Regions from separate parts of the Mus musculus genome. Here regions 1 and 3 are each linked to region 2. The links are chromatin contacts, called in public Micro-C and promoter capture Hi-C maps. All regions are on one chromosome and are shown on one strand. Each heading gives the region's core, a stretch centred on a gene start, on an enhancer-like site or on the middle of the called end of the contact. The rest is flanking DNA. Distances are from core to core; before and after follow the strand shown. Region 1 holds the start of Bahd1 (bromo adjacent homology domain containing 1). Region 2 holds the start of Pax6 (paired box 6). Region 3 holds the start of Meis2 (Meis homeobox 2).

What was found. Promoter capture Hi-C pulls out the DNA fragments that hold promoters and counts their contacts. Hi-C and Micro-C count contacts between places; a contact is called where the count stands out from the background.
Region 1: a contact with region 2 is called in a promoter capture Hi-C map of embryonic stem cells. The contact joins the promoter of Bahd1 here to the promoter of Pax6 in region 2. A contact is called at or near these places in 1 of 39 promoter capture datasets (embryonic stem cells) and 1 of 484 Hi-C or Micro-C datasets (embryonic stem cells).
Region 3: a contact with region 2 is called in a Micro-C map of embryonic stem cells, with 17 times the contacts expected there. The contact joins the promoter of Meis2 here to the promoter of Pax6 in region 2. A contact is called at or near these places in 3 of 39 promoter capture datasets (all in embryonic stem cells), 6 of 484 Hi-C or Micro-C datasets (all in embryonic stem cells) and 1 of 115 datasets of contacts at active chromatin or transcription factors (embryonic stem cells).

The regions. Positions count from the first base shown.
Region 1 is chr2:118,899,918-118,903,089 of GRCm38.p6, reverse strand. Bahd1 (bromo adjacent homology domain containing 1) reads right to left here and starts at 1,475. Exons shown (of 7, transcript NM_001045523.1): 1 at 1,333-1,475. Gm32957 (a long non-coding RNA gene) reads left to right here and starts at 1,910. Exons shown (of 4, transcript XR_003954052.1): 1 at 1,910-2,338.
Region 2 is chr2:105,674,152-105,677,400 of GRCm38.p6, reverse strand. It overlaps Pax6 (paired box 6), which reads right to left and starts at 1,657. Exons shown (of 12, transcript NM_001310144.1): 1 at 1,429-1,657. RefSeq lists a cis regulatory region at 2,043-2,177 and a promoter at 1,596-2,177.
Region 3 is chr2:116,063,627-116,066,954 of GRCm38.p6, reverse strand. Meis2 (Meis homeobox 2) reads left to right here and starts at 1,897. Exons shown (of 12, transcript NM_001159568.1): 1 at 1,897-2,153. The coding sequence starts at 2,142.

The DNA.
Region 1 (3,172 bases), core at 226-2,725, about 13 Mb before region 2:
GTCCCAATCCAAGTAGCCGCCTGTGCTCTTAAGACTGCCGACAATGGGCCACTAGGAGACATCCCAGGTGGAGTTAAACCTCTACCGAGAGGCAGACTTGCTGAAAGCCTCACTGCTAGCAGGCTCCGCTCGCCTCTGTGAGTCCACCAGCCCATTCGCCACCGGCCAGGGCACTCGGTGCGCACACCCCTCAACCCTGCCCCTCCGCCTTGGCTAAGTCGACCCCACTCTTCCCGGAGCCGCGAGGATATCTGCGGCTACAGACCAGAGCCAGTGCCGCAGCTCCTCCCGGTGGACGCCCCGGCCCCCGCAGTCCCCAGGGCAGAGTCCGGCCCCGTGCCCGCCCCTTGGGGTGGGTGCCCCGGACTCGCTCCCCTCCCCGATACCACTACCTGCGCCCGCTCGGGCGCCGCCTTTGTCCGGCTCTTCACCGCCGAGCGGGCCCCTTGGGCCCGACCTGACCCGGTCCACGGCCCCAGAGGAGAGGCGGCGGGACTGGCAGGGCACAACCAGGCCAGGCCTGGAGCACCGGGTCCCGCTGTCACTTGGAGGCGGTCTGACAACTTCGATTCCCCCCGCCCCACCTCGGACTCGGCCGCCGCCCCGCACGGTCCCCACAGGGCCTCCCGCGGCCCACACTCGCTGTTCGAACCGGTCCCCTTCCGTCTTCGGCGCCTCCCTTCCTTCAGCCCGACCCGATCGAGTCCACACTACCCCTCGCCCTGACGCGGCCCCCATCCCCATCCCCCCTCCGGCAATTGCCGGTCAGCTCCCAACCCGGGAGGGCGCCCCCCACCCCGAGAGGGCGCTCCCGCGGCGACGCCCCCAGCCGCGGCCCCTAGCCTCCGGGACCACGATGGGGGAGGGGGCTTGGCGGGGGCCTTGCCGCCCGCGCACTCGGAGGCGAGCCGGCTCCGCCGCGGCGAGGAAGCACCCCGCGTCCTCCCGCCCTCCGTAGCCCGGGACGCCCGCGCCGCCGCCGCCCGGCCAAGCTGCCACCCTGCGGCCGCCACCCACCCCGCCCCCGGCCTGCGAGGCGGGCGCCCCCCGGGGGCTGTCACCTCGAGGCGCGCAATGCTCCCCGATGGCGGGACCGCAGCGCCGGACCCGGGGGAGGGAGGCGGCGCGCGCGGGCGGGCAAGCAGCCGCACCTGCTTCTTGTCGTCCGTCCGTCCCTTCCCGGGGCTGGCGGGGGCGGCGGCGCGGCGCGCTCGGCGGGGCGCGCTGACGGGCGGCCGGTCCTCTCCCTTTTGCTAGTCCGCCTACCTAGCTCGCTCGCTCTCGCTCGTTCGCCCTCCCCTACCCCCTCCTGGATCCCGGCTCCTAGCTCACCGGGACGAGAGGCGCGGACGGCGCGGCTTCGGGCGCCCGCAGGCCCTGGCCGGGCTGGAATCCGGCGGCTGGAACCCCCCGGGGGCGCTCAATTCCCGGGCTCCACGCTGCTGCGTCAGCGCCTCCTCCTGGGGGCCGGGGCCGGGCAGGCGGAGCGGGGGCCGCGGTCGGGCGGGGCCGTCGGGGGGGGCGGGCGCGCCTGGCCGGGGCGGGCGGACGGCTAGGGCCGGACGGGCGGGGCAGGCGGCCGGACGGGCGAGCAGCGGGGGCCGGGCTCCGGGATCCGCTACGCCGCTCGCGGTTCCCCCACAAACTCCCCGAGAGCGGAGCCTCCGCCGCCCTCCTTCCTGCTTCCTCGTCCTCAGCCAATCAGCGGCGCGCCCCTCGGCAAGCTCCGCCAATCAGCCGCCCCGCCCTGCGCTGGCCCCGCCAGCCAATCCGGCCCTCGGCTCCCCCTCCCGGTCTCCAACCAATCAGAATCGTGGGTCGGTCGTCCCGACGCAGGGGGCAGCACGAGGCGGCCGGGGGAGGCGGTGCGGGGAGTGGTGGGGCCTGGGGGGAGGGGTACGGTGCCAAGGGTGGTGGCGGGGGATGATTTTCTTTGCCGGCTTCTTGTATTTTCTCCTGGTCTTTGGAGCCTGAGCCAGTATCCCATGGTGACCTGACCCTGAAGCCCCAGCACCTCACTGCAGACCCCCACCCTGAAAAATCTTAGCGCGCCCCCTCCCTGACCATCACCCTTCTACATCCCTCTTTCCTCGTAACCTCTCCAGCACCGGCTACAGTAAACTGAGGGTCGAGGGGGCACCTCACCCTCAGGCTGCTGCCCCCATGGCAAAGCTTCGGGAAGACCAACCGAAAAATTCAAGCAAGAACAACACCCCCTTTCCTCCTGAAAGGGCCCCAGACTCGCGCGAAAGGGCCCCGACTCCTGAGAAGCCCCTCCCGCCCTTGCCTCATCTTTCCGACTTCCCTGCTTGCCACGTCTCCTTTCCTTCCTAGCAAGGTCGGTCCTGGCTCGGTAACCCCTCACCCGCATCTCTTTTTCCTCTTTCTGTCCTTCACCTAACGCCCCCCACCCCAGTTCCCAATTCGCCCTCTTTCAGAAGCCAAGTGTGGAACCCTCATCCATTTCCAGCTGACAGCAGAGTCTGGTCTGTGAGTCCTTGACACCCACACACCCTCTTCCACCACCGCGGGGAACATCAGAGCTCTCCGGTGGAGAGGGAAAGGGGCGGGCAGCCCAACAGGCGCGGCTGGACACACTCCTTCGCGTCCCCAAGCTAGTGTAGAACCAGTGCAGACACTTACCTAGCTTCCCCATAGTCGCCTTATGCTGTGGCTCCGTCTCTCACACCCACAGACGTGCTTTTCCAAGCCTGAGCACGCTCTCGGGGTCAGCTGGGTGGGTGGGCACAGCAGGCTGAGGTCATATGAAGGGGTGGGAAGTCCCTGGGAGGTGCGGGAAGGGGCTGTGTCCTGGACACCTTGTAGCGCCAGAGCCAGCCCAGGACTTCACTTCAAGGAGCTGTAATGTGCACACAGTAGGTTCTTGAGAAATACCGAGTCCACCCCTGAACAAAGCCTCATTTCCAATTCAGGCGGGGGAGGGGCGCTTTGGGAGGTAAAGGAGCAGGAGCAAAAAAGGGTAGTGTCAAGTCACCCGAGCCTGGGAGCAGCCGGGGAGGGGCTGGGCCCTGGAACGCCTAGGGCAGAGAAGCGCCCAGAGTGCTGAGGAAGCCTGGTTAGTAAGCAGGAAAAATCGAGCCTCGGAGAGTGGCTTAGGGGCTCCTCCTGCGCTCTATACAGTTCCCCACCTTTCCTAGACCGTGCTACTGAC
Region 2 (3,249 bases), core at 408-2,907:
TGTCAGTTGTTTTTCTGATCCTATCTCCTCAGCCCTTCCCAAGTTCGAGTTTAACATCCAAAATGGCGAGAGAGAGAGAGAGAGAGAGAGAGAGAGAGAGAGAGAGCATTCACTTTGTTTTTAAACTTTTCAGAAAGCTCATTAATGAAAGGCCAGGTTTTTTAGCACTCGAAAAAGAAAGCATTTCCACTTGAAATTCAACTCCATTTCCCTCAATTACACTTGCTAAAATTCGAGGCTATTATGGCTCAGGGAGACTGAGGAGATCTGCCCCGGGAAAGAGGCAACAACTTTCTGAACTTTGAAAAGCCACTTTTCCTCCTGGGGTCTTAGAATCCAAAAGCTCTCGAATTACTCAGACTAATTAGCAGGGAGAGGACGCGATCCGAGGAGAGGGAAAGCCAGTGCTTTCTTGTAGTTTTTTTTTTCCCCCTTTAGGCCACACAAAGAAAAATATCAGTACACTCGAAAAGGGGGAGCAAACCGCCTTTCCAGCTCGAAACTTGTTGAAATGGCAACACGGGGTACAGCTTGGTCAATGGAGACACGGGAAAATACCCACCAAGAGCTGGAGGTGGGAGTCCACAGGACAGGGAACACACCAACTTTCGCAAGATAGAGTTGTGGGAAGCCGGGAGAGCTAGGGCGTTTGTTTCCAAATCTGAGCTCAGCGCTCGGCTGAGGCTGGAGGCGAGGGCCCTGGGGGGTGGATGGAAGCTGGCAGTCCTTGCGATCGGCTCGGAGCTCCCTCGCAGAGCGCATCCGACCGCCTCGGCCTAGTGGCTTCTTTCACCGCCCGCTCTCGCTCTGGGTCCCTCGTGGCCTCCGGCGCACGGCCGTGGTGCCCATCCAGACGGCTCCGGCTGGCGGAGGGCGCGATGACCCTTTGGTGCTCGAGTGCTGCGGGCAGTTCTGTGCCGGGAGAATCTTGCACAAAGCCGGAGCGCGGGCTGGCGGGAGGCGGCGCGGAGAGTCGGCTGGTTGGGCGCTCTTTGCGCGCTGGCTCGGCCCGGGCTGGACAAAAGCATCGCCGGCGGCTGCTCTCCGCGGCCTGGGGCACGGAGGAGCCTCTACGTCCCTTTGCGCTGACCGCGAGCTTTTGGAGGCGCTGAAGCTGAGAGCTGCGGTTTGCGGGGGCGCCCTGCAGCCTAGCTGCTCTCCGAGAGCTCCAGCCGCACTTGCGCTGGTGCAGAGCCAGCCGCCTGCCTGAAGATCCGCGCTGTTGTGGCTCGCGCGGACCGTCGCCCTCCGACGCGGGCTTTCGCTGGAAGTAGAAAGTTTGGGCTCCTGCGTGGAAACTTCTCAGGCCCAACTCTCCCGGCGTAGCAGTGGGGGAGGGGACCGGCGAGAGGGGAGGAAAGAAGAGAGGGAGAGACCTGCCAGGATATTGAAATATAAAGAAATTGAGAAGAAAGAAGCGGGACTCACCTTTAAGAGGCATCCTCTCTTTCGTCGTTGTCAAGGCTCCTGTCAAGAGTTTTGAGGGCTTTTTTTTTTTTTTTTTTTTTTTTTTTGGTTTTTGTTGTTTGGGTCCCCCCCCCCTGTTGTTGCTTAAAGACCACAACGGTTTGAAATGACGGTATTTTAAAGGAGTTGCTCGTGAGAGTTTTCTCCACGGACGCTGCTGGGTTGGTGTGTGAGAGCAATTCTCAGATCCCTGGGAAGAAGACAGAGATTGACAATAAAATGGGCTGTCAGCGGCTGGAGAGTGAGAGATAAAGAGTGTGGGGAAGTGGCTGCAGCCAGCACACCTATGCTGATTGGTGATGGCTCAAGTGTGTTAATGTGTGTGTGCCGGCGCCCGGCCTCGCCTCCACCGCTCCTCACTGGCCCATTAGCGAAGCCTGACCTCTGTCATCATCCTCCAGCAAAACACTTCCTCCTGCGCCTGAACCAGAGCGGGAAATGAGGCCGAGCCACGGTTCGCTTTTCAAACCCACTAATCACTCCGCAACATGCAAATGCACCGCTCGCTCCCACACAAAATATTGCTTTATGCAAAGCAGCGCCGGGGCCTCGCGCCAGCCGATTGGATGCTCCCTCTCCCTGCCTGGTGCAATTGGTCGGTTTGTTTGAATATGAATACACTTGTTTTCGGCTCTGCCGGTGGGTCCCGGCTTCTCTCTCCGGCGCTGGGCCCCCCGCTCCTAGGCTCTGGCGCTCGCCGAGGTCTCCCGCTCCATGCGCTTCGGCGGCCAGCGCTGCGGCCGCGAACTTGATCAGTCTAATGGAGGCCTCTGAGCTGGAAGCATGCTGCCCCCGTAACCCCAAGCTGGGCCAGGGGTTCTCAGTCCGTGGAGGTAGCAAGTTTCACCATCTCTACGAGGTCCTTTCTTGTACAGTGGCCTGCCGCTCCGCCCCATTTCACCCTAACTTCCCACCCCTTGTCCACCTCGGCCTTGGCCCCAGGACACAAAGTACAGCGGTGGCGGCTCTCTAGCCCACCTGACTTTTAGGAACAAGAGAAAAGAGGCGGGAGTGTCCCTGGATCCCAGCAGCCCCCACTCCGGCGATGGTGGCACAACTATGCCTAGGCCCGAAGAGGGCCTCCAGGCCGAGAACTCAGCGAGGCCCGGCGGTCACCCCAGCTCAGGCCTCCCGAGCCTGCCCATTTTCCCCCCACCCCACTCCCGCACCGCTGGCATTTTCTTCTCTTTCTGCTTTCCGAAGCCGCCGTGCTCAGCGGAGCGGACGCACTGCCCCAGCCTGGAGAGGCTCGAGTAAACACGCCACTTACTTTGTGTACAGAGGATTCTTGTGAAAAGCTCTGAAGAGTCCTCACCAAACACTCTCCAACTTCTCCCACGTGCCATTTGTTGACTAAGTGCGGCTGCTTTTCCAAGCCATCGAAAGGAGGGGAAGACAAGAGGGGAGGGGAAGTAGTGGAAGCCTGAGGGTGGGGGTGGGGTTTGACCAATGCTGGGAGAGATTCTGCAAGTGTGTGTCCTCGCCGGCTTTCTTGGTGTGTCAACGTGTGTCGTTGTGAGGAACCGGTTATCTGTGTGTGGTGCTTATGTATCCCCGCCAAGACTCCCTTCTCTTGGGTCAGCTCAGTCCACGGAGGCAATTCCCCTTCAACTGTTGCCAGAAAAACGGCGAGGACAGTAAGTAAATGGCTTTTCCCTCCTGACCACACACCAGAAGTCCATTTGTTGAATGCCGGACATTAGGATACACCTCAGTACACTCCAAAGACGTCCCTTGGAGTCTGCAGTTTAGGTGACAGGGGAGCAGGCAGCCGCCTTGTCC
Region 3 (3,328 bases), core at 648-3,147, about 10 Mb before region 2:
GTAATTAACTCAGCCTTTAGCCCTCTTTACAACCGCTGCGCCCAGGGCAACCACAACAAAGCTGGGCAGCCAGAGCCAGCCACTCCTCGCAAGCATCTTCTGTCTCACATGCTTTTTAATCTTTCTCCTCCGGTGCTTCCTAGATCCAAGATTCACTTTAGAGGCGCACAGCGGTCACGCGCACGCACGCACGCGCGCGTACACACACACACACACACACACACACACACACTTGTCTACATCGGTAAACAACAAACACCAAACAACTCCCTCTCCTCTAACTCCTACCCCACTAACTCCCGCCCTACTAACTCTCATCCTGCTTTCTCCCTCCAGATTGAGCCCAGGACCCCTAGACTCTCAATGGTGGTCTACACTGTCTGCAGCGCACCGAGGGACTATGCTCCGAGTTCAGCTGCTCATATCTTGTACTAGACAAAAATGAATATTGACAAAAAGGGCTCTGCATCTGCACGAGAAAGAAAGTACCACTTAACAACAACAACAACAACAACAACAACAAAAATCCTAGCCTGGCGGTGGTGCAGTTGGCGGAGCTTGCTGCTCTAGGTTGTAGTGGCAGAGTTCGGGACCTAGTAATCCGCCGGCAGAGGAAGGGGGCCGCGGAATTAAAACGAACAAAAGCTAGAGCGCCATGCCAAACATCCCCAACGCGACCCAGTTAGGCAGGAGCCAAGAGGAGTGGTGGGGAAATAAACGAGAAGTAAGTTGAAAATAAAAAGATCTGAGTCTGTACCGTACTTTCCCTGTGGCTTTCTGCAGTTTTCCTGTCTGCGCTCTCCCTGTCCTCTTCCACCTCTCTTCCTTCCCCCTCCAATCACGCGTGTTCTCTCTCTCTCTCTCTCTCTCTCTCTCTCTCTCTCTCTCTCTCTCTCTCTCTCTCTCTCCCTCTCTCTCCCTCTCCTGTCGCTCTCCCTCCTTCCCTCCCTTCCCCCTTTCCCCCTCCCTCATCCCCCCTCCCTCCCCTCTTCCTCTCCCTCCCGCGTCGTCCCCCTGGAGAAGCAGGCTTGCTGATTTGCTCCGGTCCTCTCCGCTCCAGCCTCCCCTTCCCCAGCCCCCCCCCCCCCCCCCGGGGCCGTCCGACCGCACTCGCTGCATATCAGAGGCTCCGCGCTGCGCGCTCCTCCTCGCTCCAGCTCCCCACTCTCGGGATGTGTCTCCGCCGTAGGACGGGCTATGGCCACCACGACTTCCGGGTTCCGTCATTTCGTTCTCCCGCCGCCGACCCGCGCCGCCAAACTGAGGCTCTACTATAAGCCCGGCTGCAGCCAACCTGCCAACACCTACTGACACTCACTCATCTCCCAGAGAGAGAAAGAGAGCGCGAGAGAGCGAGCGCGAGTGAGAGCGAGCGAGAAAGAGAGAGAGGGAAAGACAAAATACCTACCAGAGAGGGGGGGAGGAAGTCCAATTTTTGCAAACTATTCATTTTTTTCTTGGTTTTCTCCTTGCTTTCTTTGAACAATACTTTAAAAAGAGAGGATCATATTAGAGCTATTTTGGGGGCAAAGCTAAAAGAGGGGGGAGGGGGGAGGAAGAATTCAAGAAGCAGAAACCCCTCGCGGAGTTTTACTGGAAGAAAAAAAAAACGGGTCTGAAAGATTGCTCCTCTTCATCATCATCAACCATCATTCATTCACTACCTTGACATTCCGGGCTTTGATTGACAGCTGGAGTGGCAAAAAGCCATGAAACTCGACAGTTCGGTTACATGTGGGCTGCTGACTGGCCGCTCGTAACCTTCAGTTCGGGGGCTTGACAATTTTTTTTCTTTTTCTTTTCTTTCTTTTCTTTTTTTTTTTCAACTAAGAGGAAAAGAAGAGAAAGAGGAGTAAAGGAGGACCGAAGAGGAGGAGGAGGGGAGGGGGAGGAGGGGGAGGAGGAGGAAGATCAGGAGGAGGAGGAAGAAGAGGAAAAAAGAGAAAAAGAAGAAATATCACTGAAAAAAATTCTTCGTTTTCTTGACTGGGCTTTCCCCACCCCCCAAAAAATAACATTGGAAAATTGGGAGAAGTCTCCTTGGTTTGGAAAAAAAGGACTCTTCAACCTAGCTCACTTTCTTATCCGGACTGGGATATTAAATATACGACACATCCAGGAGTTTATTGGAGCGCAGACTGATGGCGCAAAGGGTAGGTTTAAATCTCCAACACTTACCTAGATATAAATCCTCTCCTACAGGGCCCTGCCCCATGCCTTCTCTCCCTTTGAGCTGGCTGCTGCTGGTTGCTTGATGATGATGGCGGCCAGTATTTTAAAAAATAGTAACAAAATTATTCACCGGCTTCTTTCCCCCCTGTGCCTCTGCGTGTGTGAGAGTGTGTGTGCGTGCGTGTGTGCGTGTCTGGCCGCGCGTGTCCCAGCGCTGAGCGAGCGGGCGGGCGGCGAGAGCGTGTGAGTGGTGTGTGTGTGTGTGTGTGTGTGTGTGTGTGTGTGTGTGTGTGTGTGTGTGTGTGTGTACTTGTGTGCAATTGTTACACGCTTTCGCCTCGCTCCAGCTTTTACCCCGGCAGCGTGATTCCCCGGGTTCTCTGCGGGCGGCGAGAGCGTGTGAGTGGTGTGTGTGTGTGTGTGTGTGTGTGTGTGTGTGTGTGTGTGTACTTGTGTGCAATTGTTACACGCTTTCGCCTCGCTCCAGCTTTTACCCCGGCAGCGTGATTCCCCGGGTTCTCCTGCCGCCGCCGCTGCGCCTCTTTCGCCGCTACTCGCGCGGCTCCGGGCGGGCGCGGGCTGCGTAGGAGCCGCCGGCGTGGGGCCGCGCTGCCTAGACTAGCCCCGGCTGCTTGTTTTGTCTCTGAAATTGACAAGGACGCAGGGAATCCGCTGCTAAATAATGTTTCTGGTAACTTTCACGTTATTCCTCCCCACCCTCAGCTCCTAGCCCCCGGGGAGGCACCGACCCTAGTCTTCCCTTGTCCTTGCCGTTCTCGGCCTGATTATTAGCGTTTTTCTTCTCTTTATTTTGTTTCATTTCGCCCTTTGATTTATTGGATCTCCTGGAGGAGGCGAAGGGGGGTAAGGGGTGGGATCCGGGGCTTCCTTCTCTTGCTAACTCCACTTCTCCCTGGGTTGGCTCGCTGGGGTTCTGCAGCCTCCAGCGGGAGCGGGGCCTCCCTGTGCCCCCCCACCCCCCACCCGGCGTCCCCGGCCTCTCCGCCTGATCTGCCTTCCCTGAATGCTGCTCTCGGCTCAGACTTTAATTTTAAAATTTACGACATCCTCTCCCAACTTTCAAATCTGTTTTTTCTCCTGGTTTGGTTTGTAGTGTGTTTAACTTGTGTCCGGTACTTTTCTTTTTTTCTGACTT